Regions from separate parts of the Sus scrofa genome. Here regions 2 and 3 are each linked to region 1. Evidence: chromatin contacts called from public HiChIP or PLAC-seq and promoter capture Hi-C data. All regions are on one chromosome and are shown on one strand. Each heading gives the region's core, a stretch centred on a gene start, on an enhancer-like site or on the middle of the called end of the contact. The rest is flanking DNA. Distances are from core to core; before and after follow the strand shown.

Region 1 (4,670 bases), core at 1,434-3,933:
GTTTTGTAAGGACTTTAAATGCAGTAGGAAACTAGTTAAAGCAATCCATGGTAAAGAAACACATCCTTTTAGGAGTTCCTGTTGTGGTACAGGGGAAAAAATTCCAACTAGCATCCATGAGAACTCAGGTTTGATCCCTGGCCTCTCAGTGGGTTAAGGATCCAGCGTTGCCATGAGCTGTGGTGTTGGTTGCAGATGCAGCTCGGATCCGGCCTTGCTGTGGCTGTGGCCGGCAGATGGAGCTCCGATTGGACCCCTAGGCTGGGAACTTCCGTGTGCTGTGGGTGCAGCCCTAAAAAGCAGGAAAAAAAAAAAAAAAAAAAAAAAAAGGCAAGAGAAAAGAAACATCCTTTTGTAAATTGAGAAATCTCTTTTTGAACTATCATAATTGTGGTAAACCCAGGTGGTGATAAACTGGGTTTAAATAAAGCAAGTCATAACTACATATAGTTTCTAGAACTTTCTTTTGCTTCCTTTTCCTCCTCAGTTTTAGCTAACAAGCATTTTCTGTGTGTACCATGCTAGGTACTGGGTCTATATAGATGCTTGGTTGCTCTCTCAAAGGGGCTCATTAGAGAAATATTATCAGTTTGATGCTTTTTGGTGGCAACACCTGAAATCTCCAGCTCTGTTGAGGTCAGCTCCAGGGCTATTCAAATCGGAGGCTCAGTTGTGTCACCAAGAACCCAAATTTTCTGATATTCCTGCTGTACCATCTTTAGCATATCAGCCTCATCCTCCGGTCAGCTTGCTTGCCTTAAGTCACGATGGCTGAAGCAATTACCAGTGTCACAGTCTCAAAATAGTTAAGAAATAGAGGGCCTGTGGGAGTTCCTGTAGTGGTGCAGCGGAAATGAATCTGACTAGGAACTATGAGGTTTTCGGTTCGATCCCTGGCCTCACTCAGGGGGTTAAGGATCTGGCGTTGCCGTGAGCTGTGGTGTAGGTCACATATGTGCCTCGGAGTCTGCATTGCTGTGGCTGTGGGGTCGGCCGGCAACTGTAGCTCTGATTTGAACCCTGGCCTAGGAACCTCCATATGCTGAGCGTGTGGACCTCAAAAGCAAAAAAAAAAAAAAAGCAGAAAGAAAAAAGAAATAGAGGAACTGTGTCATCCTTGTATCTCATTTTAGCAGGCTCCCAGCAGACTATCTCTGATCTTGCAAAGACCAAAACTGCCTTCTGTGCTCCTGACTACACTAATCCTGGGCGAGGTGAATGGAATTACCACTTTGGTGCCATTTGCTCTCTATGGATCTGCCTGGGCATGAACTCTACCTCCTGATAAACTTCTGGCCCCCGACAGAGAGTTTCCGAACTGAGGCAAGACTGGCTGTTGACTAGGCCAATCCTTTTTTCACATTCTGGCACATGCCCTGGTTAACAAAAAAATGGTAATCCTTCGTATGACTCATCGGGATAAAACCAAGAGCTATGACTTGCCTGAGGGCGCCTCATGCTTCAGCCCTGCTCAGCTGTTCCAAAGATGAGGGGATTCGCCTCAAGAGCACAGCTGTATTTTATTCACAGCACCTCAGCTGGGAAGCTTTGACATGGCAACACACAGCATTTGCCAATGAGGGAAAAACATGTTCTCAAACAAGACAATCTCTTATTATAAGTAAATATCAAGAGACAAAAGAGACAGTTTCTAAGCCAATGTTTAATGGTTGCAATTCCGGCAAACTCTTCTCTGATGTCTTTGTGCCTTTGCACAAGCTGTTTCTCTTTTCTTGGTATTTCTTTAACATAATGTAATGGACAAGTCGAGTCAAATATATCTGTGTTCAAATCCTCTACCACCTATCATCTCTGTAGTATCAGGCAAATTAATTAACTCCTCTGCACCTGTTTTCCGCACTGGAAAGTAGAATTCGACTACGACTCAGTTTAAGGGGATGTTGGTGAGGATTAAGTAAGATAATTATGTAAAATGGCCAGAACAATTCTTTATACATATAGTAAGCCCTCCTTAAATGTTAGGTCTGTCTGGCTAACTTCCATTCAAATGCTACTGCTCCTCGGAAGAAGTCCCTTAAACATTTCAACCGTGGCTTCAGTTTTCACAGCGCGATTAAAACACTTAGCACCCGATAATCAGTTCTTTGCTCACAGCTCCCACCCCTTTCCCTAAAAAGAGCTCTAAAAGGCCAGTCATTGTCCCCTCCTTGGGATCTCCTAGGGGTTGGCCAAACTCAGCTCCTAACAGGCATTCCAGAAGTGTTTTTGTTTTGGCCGATTCGCTTAACGGATTGGGCGGGAGGAGGGCGGGCGAAAGCGAGGGCGACGCCCGCGGAGGAGAGGGGCGTGCCGGCCCAGGGTGCGCTCGCCCGATATTCCCCGCGGGCTCGAGCCGGGCCCCAGATCCACCCGCAGATTGAGGTGGGGCCCGCTCTCACCCACCAGGCTGGGTAGCGCCCGGTTACCGGCACCCAAGCCTGGAGGGGCGAGTTTCGGCGCGAGGCAGGTTCAGGCGGCGGCGGCTGCCTCAGGGAGCGCGCCTGGATCTCCAGGCCCGGGTTCCCCGCCCGACCGCGCGCCCTCGCCCCGCGCCCCGCTCGGCGCCCCGGTGCCCTCCAAACGCCAGCGGGCCCGGGAGCCTCGCGGACGTGACGCCGCGGGCGGAAGTGACGTTTTCCCGCGGTTGGACGCGGCGCTCGGTTGCCGGGCGGGGGAGGGCTCGTCCGGTTTTTCTCAGGGGACGTTCAAATTATTTTTGTAACGGGAGTCGGGAGAGGACGGGGCGTGCCCTGACGTGCGCGTGTCCTCCTGCCCCGGCCCTCCTTCAGCGCTCGCCGGCACCGGCCCTGGGAGGGCGTCATGCCGCCCAAAACCCCCCGGAGAGCAGCCGCCGCCGCCGCCGCCGCCGCCGCTGCTGCTGCGGAGCCCCCGCCGCCGCCGCCGCCGCCGCCGCCACCGCCGCCACCGCAGCCTGAGGAGGACCCCGAGCAGGACAGCGGCCCCGAGGACCTGCCTCTGGTCAGGTGAGCGAGCCGACCCGTCGCGGCGGCCAGCGCGCGGGAAGGGCGCCCCGGGGGTGCGTCGGCGGGCGCCGCGGCGTCTAGGCGGGGGCGCGTCTCCGCCCGGGCCGGGTCCCGGCGGGAGGAGGGTCCTCCCCGGCCCCCCGCGGCGGCGGAGCGCCGGGAGGAGGCTGACAGGGGTCTGGGGTCGGGAACGAGGGGAGGGCGGCCGGGAGGGGTTTCGGCTCCCGCTTGACAGGTGTCGAGCGGGTGGGGCTCGGGTCGCTGAGCGAAGTGACAGGTGCCGCCTTTCCTCCGCGAGACGGGAGCCTCGCAGGCGGCGGGTCGTTTGCAGACCCCATCAAATGCAGAAGAAAGAAAAAAAGAAAAGAAAGACTAGATTGCTGGAGAGGTTTTTCCCCATTTGAGATTTGTAGTCCTCCGGTGGTCTTTCGACTTTCTGTTTTGGTCTCCCGCGGTGCAACATTTGGAAGTGTTTTCCTCTGGGCGTGCGACTCATCTGAAGCCCAGTCCTGGGAGAGGCCAGCCAGGAAAACCTTGGATACTGCTGCAGAGATGCCACCGGACGTGAAGTGCAGGGTTCTGGGTGGCAGTTGCCCCTCCGGGAGCTCGGCTGGGGTGCTTTTCGGGGTTCCCTTGTAAAGAGTGCTTTGAGTTCTAAGCCTTCGGTAGTGACTGGTGGAACATAGCTCTCTAAGAGGAACTTGTTGTATCGGTAAAAGTTTTGTGAGACATTTAGCTCAAGAGCTTCGAAGTTTCTGAACGTTCTCATTTTTCTTGTTGCATAAAACTCTTCTTGCATGATAGTCTGCTTCAGGCTGCCTCTTTTTTTCTTCCATTTTGCCTTTTGGCTTTGAGCCAGCAAGGATCTTGGTGTCTCTTTTGTATTTGTTTGGGAACAAGATTAGTGTTCTTGTGCTCACATAAAATTAATTTTCCCCCCAGGTGGATTCTAAATTTCAGCGAGTCCATGATAATATAGGGAGATAGTTATTGCAGCATCTTATTTTTCTTGATTGTGATGCTTTACGGTTTAGAAGCCAAGATCGAAAGAGTGTAATTGTCATTATCATTGTTAGCACTGGCCCTCCTTTGAGACTACGCATCAATTGCCAGGGGATGGGACTCTGCTGATCCTCACCACTCTTTCCTGCAGTTCTGATCCGTCAGCAAGTCCTATTTCTTTCACCGCCCTAGGACACATTGTTAGGGACTGAAGTGGGCTTTTGGAAATACCAGAACAGCACACAGTCTTCATTCTTGAGATAACCAAAAGTTAATTGTGTTTCAAAGGAGGTTTGGCAGTCTGGAATAGGGTCAGGGGCATGGATTAGAGAGTTAGATTACTGGGTTTATATTAGAGCTTCCCACTTACTCGCTGTGATCTCAGGTGAGTGCTTTAACTTCTCTGATTTGTGATCATCAGAGTACTTACCTGTTAGGGCTTATGTATGTATTAAACCATGCATCTAAACCCCATCAATTCATTTAAATCCTGTTCATATGGAGCATAGTAAATACTAAAAAATTATTAGCTGTTCCTTGTACTATACTATTCTTATGTCAAATAGATATTAAGTGAATGAATAAGAATTAGCCAACAAGAATTTTTTGACTGCCTATCTTGGTTAAGGAAGATCAAGGAGAAAAGGCTGAAATAAGCATATCAATAATTTAATCATATAAGAA
Region 2 (4,670 bases), core at 1,235-3,734, 240 kb after region 1:
CTAATCTGGGGAAAATGAATAAGATCAGTGGACTGGTTGTGATACTTAACTAAACTTTTGCAGAAGTTCCCATCGTGGCTCAGTGGAAATCAATCTGACTAGCATCCATGAGGTTTCAGGTTTGATCCCTGGCCTCACTCAGTGGGTTAAGGATCCAGCATTGCCGAGAGCTGTGGTATAGGTCACAGATGTGGCTCAGATCTGGTGTTGCTGTGGCTGTGGTGTAGGCCAGCAGCTACAGCTCTGTTTCAACCCCTGGCCTGGGAACCTCCATGTGCCACGAGTGCGGCCATAAAAAGACAAAATAAATAAATAAATAACATAAACTTTTGCAAAGTGTGTCCATTGAGGGAAACTTGATAGAAGGTACTTTCTGTATTACTTGTTATAATGGCATGTGAATCTACAATTACTTTAATTATAAAGTCAATTAAACTAGATTACTAAATAATCTAAATTTCTTTAATTTTTCTACTAAAGTTTCTTCTTTCTTCTTCTTCTTCTTCTTTTTTTTTTTTTTTTTTTTTATGGCCACATTTGCAGCATATGGAAGTTCCCAGGCTAGGGGTCAAATCAGAGCTACAGCTGCCTGCCTGCGCCAGAGCCACAGCCACAGCCACATCAGATCCGAGCTGCATCTGTGACCTATATCACAACTCATGGCAACACCGGATCCTCAACCCACTGAGCGAGGCCAAGGATCGAACCTGAAACTTCATGGTTACCAGGTGGATTCGTTTCTGCTGCGTCACGACTAGAACTCCTAAAGTTCCATTCTTTATCCTTTACCTGATTTTTTTTGCACCCAGTTACAAGATAAACAAATAATCACACACAATAAAGGATAAACTTATCTTGTGAATTACTTTTTTTTGCTTTTTAGGGCCTCACCTGTGGCATATGGGGGTTCCTAGGCTAGGGGTTGAATTGGAGCTGCAGCTGCTGGCCTACATCACAGCCACAGCAATGCAGGATCCGAGCCTCGTCTGTGATCTACACCACAGCTCATGGCAATGCCAGATCCTTAACCCACTGAGCGAGGCCAAGGATCGAACCCACATCCTCATGGATACTAGTCAGTTTCATTTCCACTGAGCCACAACAGGAAGACAGATACACATGCTCCCTCCCAACTAACAAACAATAAACAGGACCTTCTTGGTTTTAGGGTTTTTTCAACTGAGTCATTTATATTAAGAATCATCTTCTTTAATTAAAGGAGTAGAGTTGCAAAGAAGACACACCTACATGGATGTGGTCAGGCAGCACTTTGATGATGAAGCAGTTTAGAACTTCTGTTCTTGGAATTCGTATTACGCACAGCCTTGTGGAAATGAAGAGATAGAGCTCTTAAGTCTATCTGTTCCATCTGCCTACCACGCAGACCCGCACTCTCCACTGCCCAAGGAATGGTGAGTACTGTGGTCAATACTAACAGCCCCAACCACATTCTACAGCGTAATAGCTCCTGTGATTATACTGAGAAGTTTGATAGGAATTATTTTCCTGACCTCATCCCCAAATTTCTTCTTGCTCAATATTATCTTGTTATTTCTATTTATTTCTCCCCTAAAATGCCCTCCCCATTACTTCCCCTGTAATTATCAGCTCACTGAAGTAGGCCCTTTCATTTTGGTTTCCTCTTCACTGCCTGGAGCGTTGTGGGCACTCAGCATATGCTGTTTCACTTTTGATGTCAGCATCTTCAAATGGAGACAGGTGGCTTCACAAGCGAGGACAATCTTTGCATCAACCAGGATTAATCTAATAATTTGCTTCAAGCACATTATAATTTTGTCTCTCCTCCAAGTACCTTGATTTTTTAAAAGGTTAGTGCAGATAATCCAGGCTTATTCATTCCTCTCAAATTTCAACAATCTGACCCAGAGTACTTGGGATTTTTTTTTTAGGGTTCCACTGTTTACAGAGATATTTAATTTACAAAATAAATAAGGTCATAATAATGTTTAGTCAACATTATTAATCATTATCAGTTATAGTGATAATATTAATATTACTATTTTCAGGTTTATTTTAATTAAATAATGCAGATCCATAACAAATTAGCATGTGAACTGGTGAATTTACAAACTCTCACGCAGATTAGGGTGAATAAAAAAATTAACTAAGCAGCCACTGCACCACTTACTGCTCTGTTTTCAGAGATAGAGAAACACAAAGTAAACTGAGAAAACTACAGGTAATATATCTAAATTATAACAACATGACAGGCTTAAATAAACTAGATTCTATTGCCTGAAGAGACTGTATTTTCTGCAGTGCCTGTCAGAACAGTGAGCTCAGTGAAGGTGCTCAGTGGGTGTTCACCGAAATGGATTTACGTACCCACTGGATATCACGCAAATCTGCTGTTGAAAGCAAATCCATGATGATGCTGGTAATTCAGCAACCAAATCTAATGCAAGTAGAGTTTATGTTGAACAGTGGTTCATGTTTGCTGTTACCTGAAAGAAGTGATGTACTCGGACCTGAGACATTTTAATGCCTTCTCTGCAGGAAGCGCCACTGACCTGGAAGTAAGAGAAAGAGAAAACATAGATGAGATTCACTACGAGGCAGTGAGAACTGAGTCTGAGCCACACACGCAATTATTCACAAGGAGCATGGCTTCACATTTAGCCAACATGGGAGATTCCAGGTGCAGGTTTCTATTCTGCCACGGTGTCATTTTCACGGTTCCGAATTGCAAACCCAAACTTGGTACAGTTTCTCCAGATCAACTAAATTGATGCTGGAAAGATGGTACAGGAATCTGGGTTCTTGTTCACGGCGGTCGAAGAATGAACTCCGCGAACACACAGGCAGCATGCAAGCAAAGTTTTTATTAAAGGAAAGCAGATGGCTCCCAGGGTTGCTGGGAGCGGGGAGAAGAGCCCCCTTTCTCTATTGTCCTATAGGGGTTTTTTATCCCTTAAAGAGGGACCAACGTGGGGTCCAGAGAGATGTGCTCTTCTCCCATTGGCCTTGCTTAGTTACCTATGTCAGTCCTTGTCCAATAGAGTCTTAAGGGTGGAAATGTCCCGTAAGTCTCGTAGTTTCTTTGTCCTTTTCATCCCTCAAACTGAGTCGCAGGGGATTAGGGATTAATATCCATCTGGGCGTAGGTACACTCCCTATAGTAAACAAGGCCTGTGGGGATGTTAGTCCCTGGAGCCCTTAAGCCACAAATGTTGATCGATGGCCATACCAAAGAGTACATCAAAGCCCATGCTCCTGCACTGACTACCTGAGTTAATATTCTGCCTCAAAATAATTGATACCGAATTTAAAACCATGATACACAAATTAATGGCTTTCTATATGCCCAAACTTGGGCAAAGTATGGAGAAAATCAAAATGATTTCAAATGGTTCTTTACCTGAAATAAGAGGAAGAGTCTGACGGTAGCAGAATAATGTGGGAGAAAATGGGTAAGATTAATATAACACAATGGGTGTAGGTTGAAACTAGGAAACAGAGGATGCAAAGCAAGGGCTCTCGACCACTATTCTGCCCTCTCTAGTAACTTAGGTATTAGGCGATGCCATTTCCCATCTCTATCCAGAATGACGGGTCTCTTAACTGCAGTGGTCTCTTGGCCTTGAATCCTTTCTGTAGCTCTCCCTCTCCTTTTCAGCAGTATCTCGAGATAGCTGACACCAAGAGCAATGGGCAGAAAACATGTTTGTTCCTGGCAATACCTGACTGCCTTCTCTGTTGGCCCAAATGGTTTCCAGTGTAATCTATTCTGCATTGAAGTCAGAAAATGTTGAACTTGGGTTTCTTCTGAATCCCTCATTGAACTTAAATGTGCCTAAATGCTCCCAGAAATCAGTGCTTAAGGCCTACAGCTGTGTGCCCTTTGCCCCGCTCTTTCTAGGAGTTGTGTATGCCAGCACTATGTATTTAATAAGGATGCAATTTAATTAACAAAGGTATTTCTTTTTCGTCTAAATGTCCAAAGGTAATATAAATCAATGATTTAATGGAAAAACACTAGGCCAAAATTTGTTTTCCCAGCAGCTAATAGCTGGGCTTACATGAGTTGCCAGACCTCTCTGGCCCCCAGCTTCCTCCTCTATAAGGTAAAAGGATTCTGCTAGATAATCCCCAAAAGTCTCTCCTTGCTCTAACACTCCCCAGTTTCACAGAGTACCGAGAGTCATCTTTTCCCTAAGTATTTGTTAAGGTTTCCAATGATCAGTTCCATTCCTCTAGTTGCTCTGTATCCTAACCCAAATCGTTTGCATTATTTAAGGGTATTAATGTAAGCGTTTGAACTGTAAGGGAAGGTGGCTAAAGGAATGTGAACATAAGGCCATATGAGCCTTCACTTAATTTTAAAAAACTTCCATCTGTTTCATCAACTATCAAGTCACCCAAGCTTGCCCTGGCACTGAGATGCTTTTAATAAGTTATGTGACTCACCAGGAAGACGAAAGCAATAGATTCTGTTTGTGTTTTAGACTCTGCCGGTAAAAGGTCCAAGAGACATGATCCACAGGTGCCAACCAGCATCTTGGAAAGAGATTGCAAACGAGTTTGTGGCAAGAGAGGCAGAACAACACTTTAAGATCCTCCAGTTTTTAATTTAGAAATTTAGAAATTATTTAGAAATAAAGAGTGATAAATAAATACTATTCTTCCTCCGGGGTAATACCTGGTAACAA
Region 3 (4,670 bases), core at 1,316-3,815, 230 kb before region 1:
ATGCTACACTCAAAAATCAGGAATCAAATGTGGATATGCACTCCTCCAGGTACTGAGGGCATCAGGTAAACACACCTCAGATACCCAACCCAGGAGCCAATCAATCCAGAGGCAAGATGGAAAGATTTGACTTCAGGGTTGTTCAGTGTCAAGAGACATTCTCAAAGACCGTTATCCTGGAAGGGCAGGTTTAGAAACAGTTCCTGAACTTGGTGAATATGAAATATATACTACGGTTACTCTGCAAGTAAAGCAGAGAAAAGAAATGAATTTACTGGGTTCCAGATTAGAAGGGTGAGAAGTAACAGTTCACCGAATAAACCAAGGCAAAGATTTAAAATTATCATATTTCAAATTTCAATTTCTACTCAAAACCCAGCATCCACTACTTCCCAAAAGAGGTATCACTTCTTCACAAAGTCAACATATTCATAGAAAAATTAATTGCTACCACCTACATCACATAGTTGGTCAAAACGAAGAAATTATAAGGAACATTTTTTACTTGACTAATTTTACACTCATCATCTGACAGTTGGTCCTATCTATTTATTTATTTTTTGTTTTTTTAGGGCCACACCTGCAGCATGTGGAGGTTCCCAGGCTAGGGGTCGAATCAGAGCTGTAGCCGCTGGCCTACACCACAGCCACAGCAACCAGGATCTGAGCCATGTATTCGACCTACACCACAGCTCACGGCAACACCAGATCCTTAACCCACTGAGGAGGCCAGGGATCGAACCCGCAACCTCATGGTTCATAGTCAGATTCCTTTCCTCTGCGTCACGACAGGAACTCGGATACTTGAATAATTTAACTGAAAACCTCATACTCGGAGAACTCAGTCTCGCCAAGGTCTTTTTACTAAGAAATCATGCTGATATTCATCTGATAGGATTAACTAAAGAAGCTGACAAATTCTCCACAAGCCAGGAAGTGAATCAACATGAAGGAAATAGCACATGAATTAATCTGTGTGAACATTTACACAGAGGAAACATTAAGATTGCTGTCTTATGCCCATGAGTTCCTTGTTCACTGTACTGACGCCAAAATTCCACGTGTCCTTTTTGTCACTACAAGGTATTTCAATCTAATAGCCTAAACAGTGAATTAAACACATAAGCTATTTAACTTCCGGTGTCTATGTGTTTTTACATTTTTAGCATCAGGTTACTTAGTATATTAAAACATCATTTGGTATCACATTGACCAAGGAATCTGGTAAGTAATGCTTGCCATGTATGGCAAGGCCTGAACTCACAGCAAAGATAAAAATGTAATTATTAGTAGATCAGATAATACAATTACAGACATACCTCAGAGATACTTCAGGTTCAGTTTTCCACATCAATGCAATGATGTGACTACCACAATAAAGTGACTCAGTTTTTGGTTTTTCAGTGCATATAAAAGTTATGTTTACACTATACCGTAGTCTATTAAGTGTGCCATGGCATTATGTCTAAAAAACAATTATACATTAAAGAAAACAGCATTAATTTAAAAATAATGCTGACGGAAAAATGGTACCAACAGACCTGATTGACACATGGTTGTCACAAACCTTCAATTTGTAAAAAATGCAATATGTGCAAAGTGCAATAAAGTGTAACAAGGTGTGCCTGTATATAGTAAGATTTAGAATGTTGATTACAGAAAAAGGGACACTTGAACAGGATTCTGGAGGATAAATGAATCAGGTTGGAGGTGGAGTGGAAACGCACTGAAGAAAAGGAAGCTGGGAAGCAGTTCACCGAGGCTGGAATAAAGGATATTACTGGAGGGCTGAGAAGTGCAGCGACAACAGGATGGATTAACAGGATGAATGCCCTTGCTGGACATTCTAAGCTAAAGAGTCTGAATTAACTTCCTCTAGAGAGTGCATTCGTTTCTCCAGGGAGCCTGCCCTGACGACAAGGGGGACAGACGCCTAGCGCCCCTGCTGCAGCAGCCTCCAATCCAAACAGGCTCCGCGCCACAGTTACTGTTTACACGTCTGTCTACCCCGGACACTGGGCTCGTCTACGTCAGTATCTAGTCTCCCTCAGGACCGTCTCCCAGCGCGGGACCGGCGGGAGGAGCTCCTTACATGTCTGTCGAAGGCCGGTGGACGAAGCGACTCTCCCGGCGACCTCTAAGGTCCCTACGATTCTGAGAGTCTGGGGTTCCAGAGTCACTGGCAGTATTAAAATGTCCTCTATGGGGGTGGGGCGGGAATGCCGGCGAGTCCCCGAGGGTTGCGGGCCTACGTCCACGACCCTCGCGCACTGCCTCCGAAGCGCGCGCCGCAGTCCCGGAGTGCGGCCCTCCCCGCCGAGACCCAGGAACCAGCCTGAGTCAATGCTCCCGGCCCAGCTCCAGCCAGGCCCCCAGGCGACGGCCTCACCTGGACAAGACCTCTAGGTCTTCCAGCGCAGAAAGCAGCCGCTCGCGAGTGCTGTTGCCGCTCGCCGCTCCCAAACCGCCGCCGCCCGACCGCTCCTTCTCCTTCTCGCCGCTCGAAGACGCCGCCATCCTCCCGACACACTAACAGCCGGCGCGTGCGCAGCTGCGCTCTAAGGAAGAGTGTCGGTCCGCGGGCGGAAGGAAGGGTCACAGAGGCGAGGTAGAGAGCCTGGGCCAGAGCGCCCCCTGCGCGCCTGGAGGTGTCTTGCAGGCGCCGGCGCCATCTGCTGGGCTAGTGAGGGCTTCTTGGGTCCAACCCGCGAGCGAGGGCCAAACCCAGAACTGGGGGCCCAACGCGGTCAGGTTTCCAGCACCTTAGCTTATTCAAGCAGCTGCTCAGTGGAGTTTGTTTGTTTGTTTTTTCCTTTTTTTTGGCCGCCTCGCGGGCATACGGAGTTCCTGGGCCAAGGATCAAATCCCAGATACATTTGTGACCTACCAATCGCTGGATCCTTTAACCCACTGTGCCAGCTGGGGATCAAACCCGCGTCCCAGTGCTGCAGAGATGCCCCTAATAGTGTTGGGCTGTGCCACAGTGGGAACTCCTGCTCAAGGGCATTTGTGGGAATTACATAATGGCCTGCATCTTGTGTCAGTGTCTTTGAGCAATGGGCCGGGGACCTACCGGATTTATCGCTGTTTAGTCTGCGTTCCCATAATGCTATTTCCACCCTCTGTTCGGGCTCTCAGGGAGGCTGTGAGCTCTTTAGGACAGGAAATGTAATCCTTATTTTCTTTAATTTTTTTTTTCTGTGGTCACATGCATTCAGCATAAAATTACTGTGTTAATGGTGTGTAAGTGTACAATTCACTGGAATTAGGTATATTCATATTGTTGTGCTACCAACACCAGCATCCTCTGGCCTTTCTGTAGTCACACCCCTTCATTCATTCGGCTCCAGTCATTCTGGTTCTCAAGCACCAGGACGCTCCTGCCTTAGGGCATTGGCACTGCTGTTCTCCCTGCCTTCATGGGTTGCCCCCCAGAAAGTCACAAGGCCATCTGCTCTTGGGACACAAACTGCACTTTCTTCGGGACCCCCACCCTGGCCACCTTGTTTACAACTGCCGTCTCACCTCCACCTTCCGCCACCTTTACCCAGCTCTTCATTTTTTCCTACAGCATTTGTCATCTTCTAACATTTCACCTAAGTCAGTTGATGTGTGCTCTGCTAATTGTCTCCTCCACTAGGATATAAACTCCATGAGGGCAGAGTCTCTTGGAACTTCTCAAAGACCTAGCCCCAGTCTCAGAATACTGTCTGAAACACGGTGAGTCCCAATAACTATTATTGGATTTGTTGTTGACAGAGGTGCTGAAATCATCAGAAACTGAAAACAAACTGTAGTTATCTATAGTTTTGCCTCTAATTGGTAAAATCTTATTTTCAATGATTTCTGTCCATAGTCTCCTGAAGATTCTTTTTTTTTTTTTTCTTTGCTTTTTAGGGCCGCACCCATGGCATATGGAGGCTCCCAGGCTAGGGGTCCAATTGGTAACTGCCAGCCTATACCACATCAGATTCGAGCTGCGTCTGCCACCTACACATCATCTCACGACAACACCAGATTCTTAACCCACTGAGCAAGGCCAGGGATCAAACCTGCAACCTCATGGTTCCTAGTTGGATTCATTTCTGCTGCACCATGACAGGAACTCCCTCCCAAAGATTCTTAAAAGCAACTTCAAATATTTATGGCATCTTCAACCAAAAAATGGAATATTCAGGAGTTCCCATGGTGGCTCAGTGGTTGACGAATCCGACTAGGAACCATGAGGTTGCGGGTTCGATCCCTGGCCTCGCTCAGTGGGTTAAGGATCTGGCATTGCCATGAGCTGTGGTGTAGGTGGCAGATGCGGTTTGGATCCCACGTTGCTGTGGCTCTGGCATAGGCTGGCGGCTACAGCTCCGATTCGACCCCGAGCCTGGGAACCTCCATATGCCGCGGGAGCGGCCCAAGAAAAATGGCAAAAAGAAAAAAAAAAAAAAAAAAAAAAAAAGGAATATTCAGCAGTGCAGTAGTGGGCATTGGCCCTGGTACCTTATAACTCAAGAAACACTATTTTTCATTTTTTAATTTTATGGCCACACTGACGGCACATGGAAGTTCCCAGGCCAGGCACTGAACCTGAGCAGCAACTGAGATCTACCCCACAGCTGCAGCAACGCTCGATCCTTTAACCTACTGCACAGGGCTAGGGATTGTTTAACCTGTGCCTC

What was found. Promoter capture Hi-C pulls out the DNA fragments that hold promoters and counts their contacts. HiChIP or PLAC-seq counts read pairs in DNA pulled down with a chosen protein or histone mark.
Region 2: a contact with region 1 is called in an H3K27ac HiChIP or PLAC-seq map of alveolar macrophages. The contact joins the promoter of RCBTB2 here to the promoter of RB1 in region 1. A contact is called at or near these places in 1 of 5 promoter capture datasets (fetal liver), 2 of 47 Hi-C or Micro-C datasets (mesenteric adipose tissue and subcutaneous adipose tissue) and 2 of 2 datasets of contacts at active chromatin or transcription factors (alveolar macrophages and skeletal muscle).
Region 3: a promoter capture Hi-C map of fetal liver shows a contact between it and region 1, with 3 times the contacts expected there. The contact joins the promoter of MED4 here to the promoter of RB1 in region 1. A contact is called at or near these places in 3 of 5 promoter capture datasets (fetal liver, fetal skeletal muscle and liver), 1 of 47 Hi-C or Micro-C datasets (skeletal muscle) and 2 of 2 datasets of contacts at active chromatin or transcription factors (alveolar macrophages and skeletal muscle).

Annotation. Positions count from the first base shown.
Region 1 is chr11:19,315,655-19,320,324 of Sscrofa11.1, reverse strand. It overlaps RB1 (RB transcriptional corepressor 1), which reads left to right and starts at 2,683. Exons shown (of 27, transcript NM_001285967.1): 1 at 2,683-2,984. The coding sequence starts at 2,821.
Region 2 is chr11:19,079,655-19,084,324 of Sscrofa11.1, reverse strand. RCBTB2 (RCC1 and BTB domain-containing protein 2) reads right to left here and starts at 2,484. Exons shown (of 18, transcript XM_021065333.1): 1 at 2,347-2,484. LOC106510651 (a long non-coding RNA gene) reads left to right here. Exons shown (of 3, transcript XR_002336553.1): 2 at 1,220-2,659.
Region 3 is chr11:19,549,753-19,554,422 of Sscrofa11.1, reverse strand. It overlaps MED4 (mediator of RNA polymerase II transcription subunit 4), which reads right to left and starts at 2,565. Exons shown (of 7, transcript XM_013978727.2): 1 at 2,390-2,565. The coding sequence starts at 2,517. It overlaps LOC110255811 (a long non-coding RNA gene), which reads right to left. Exons shown (of 3, transcript XR_002336671.1): 3 at 4,457-4,670.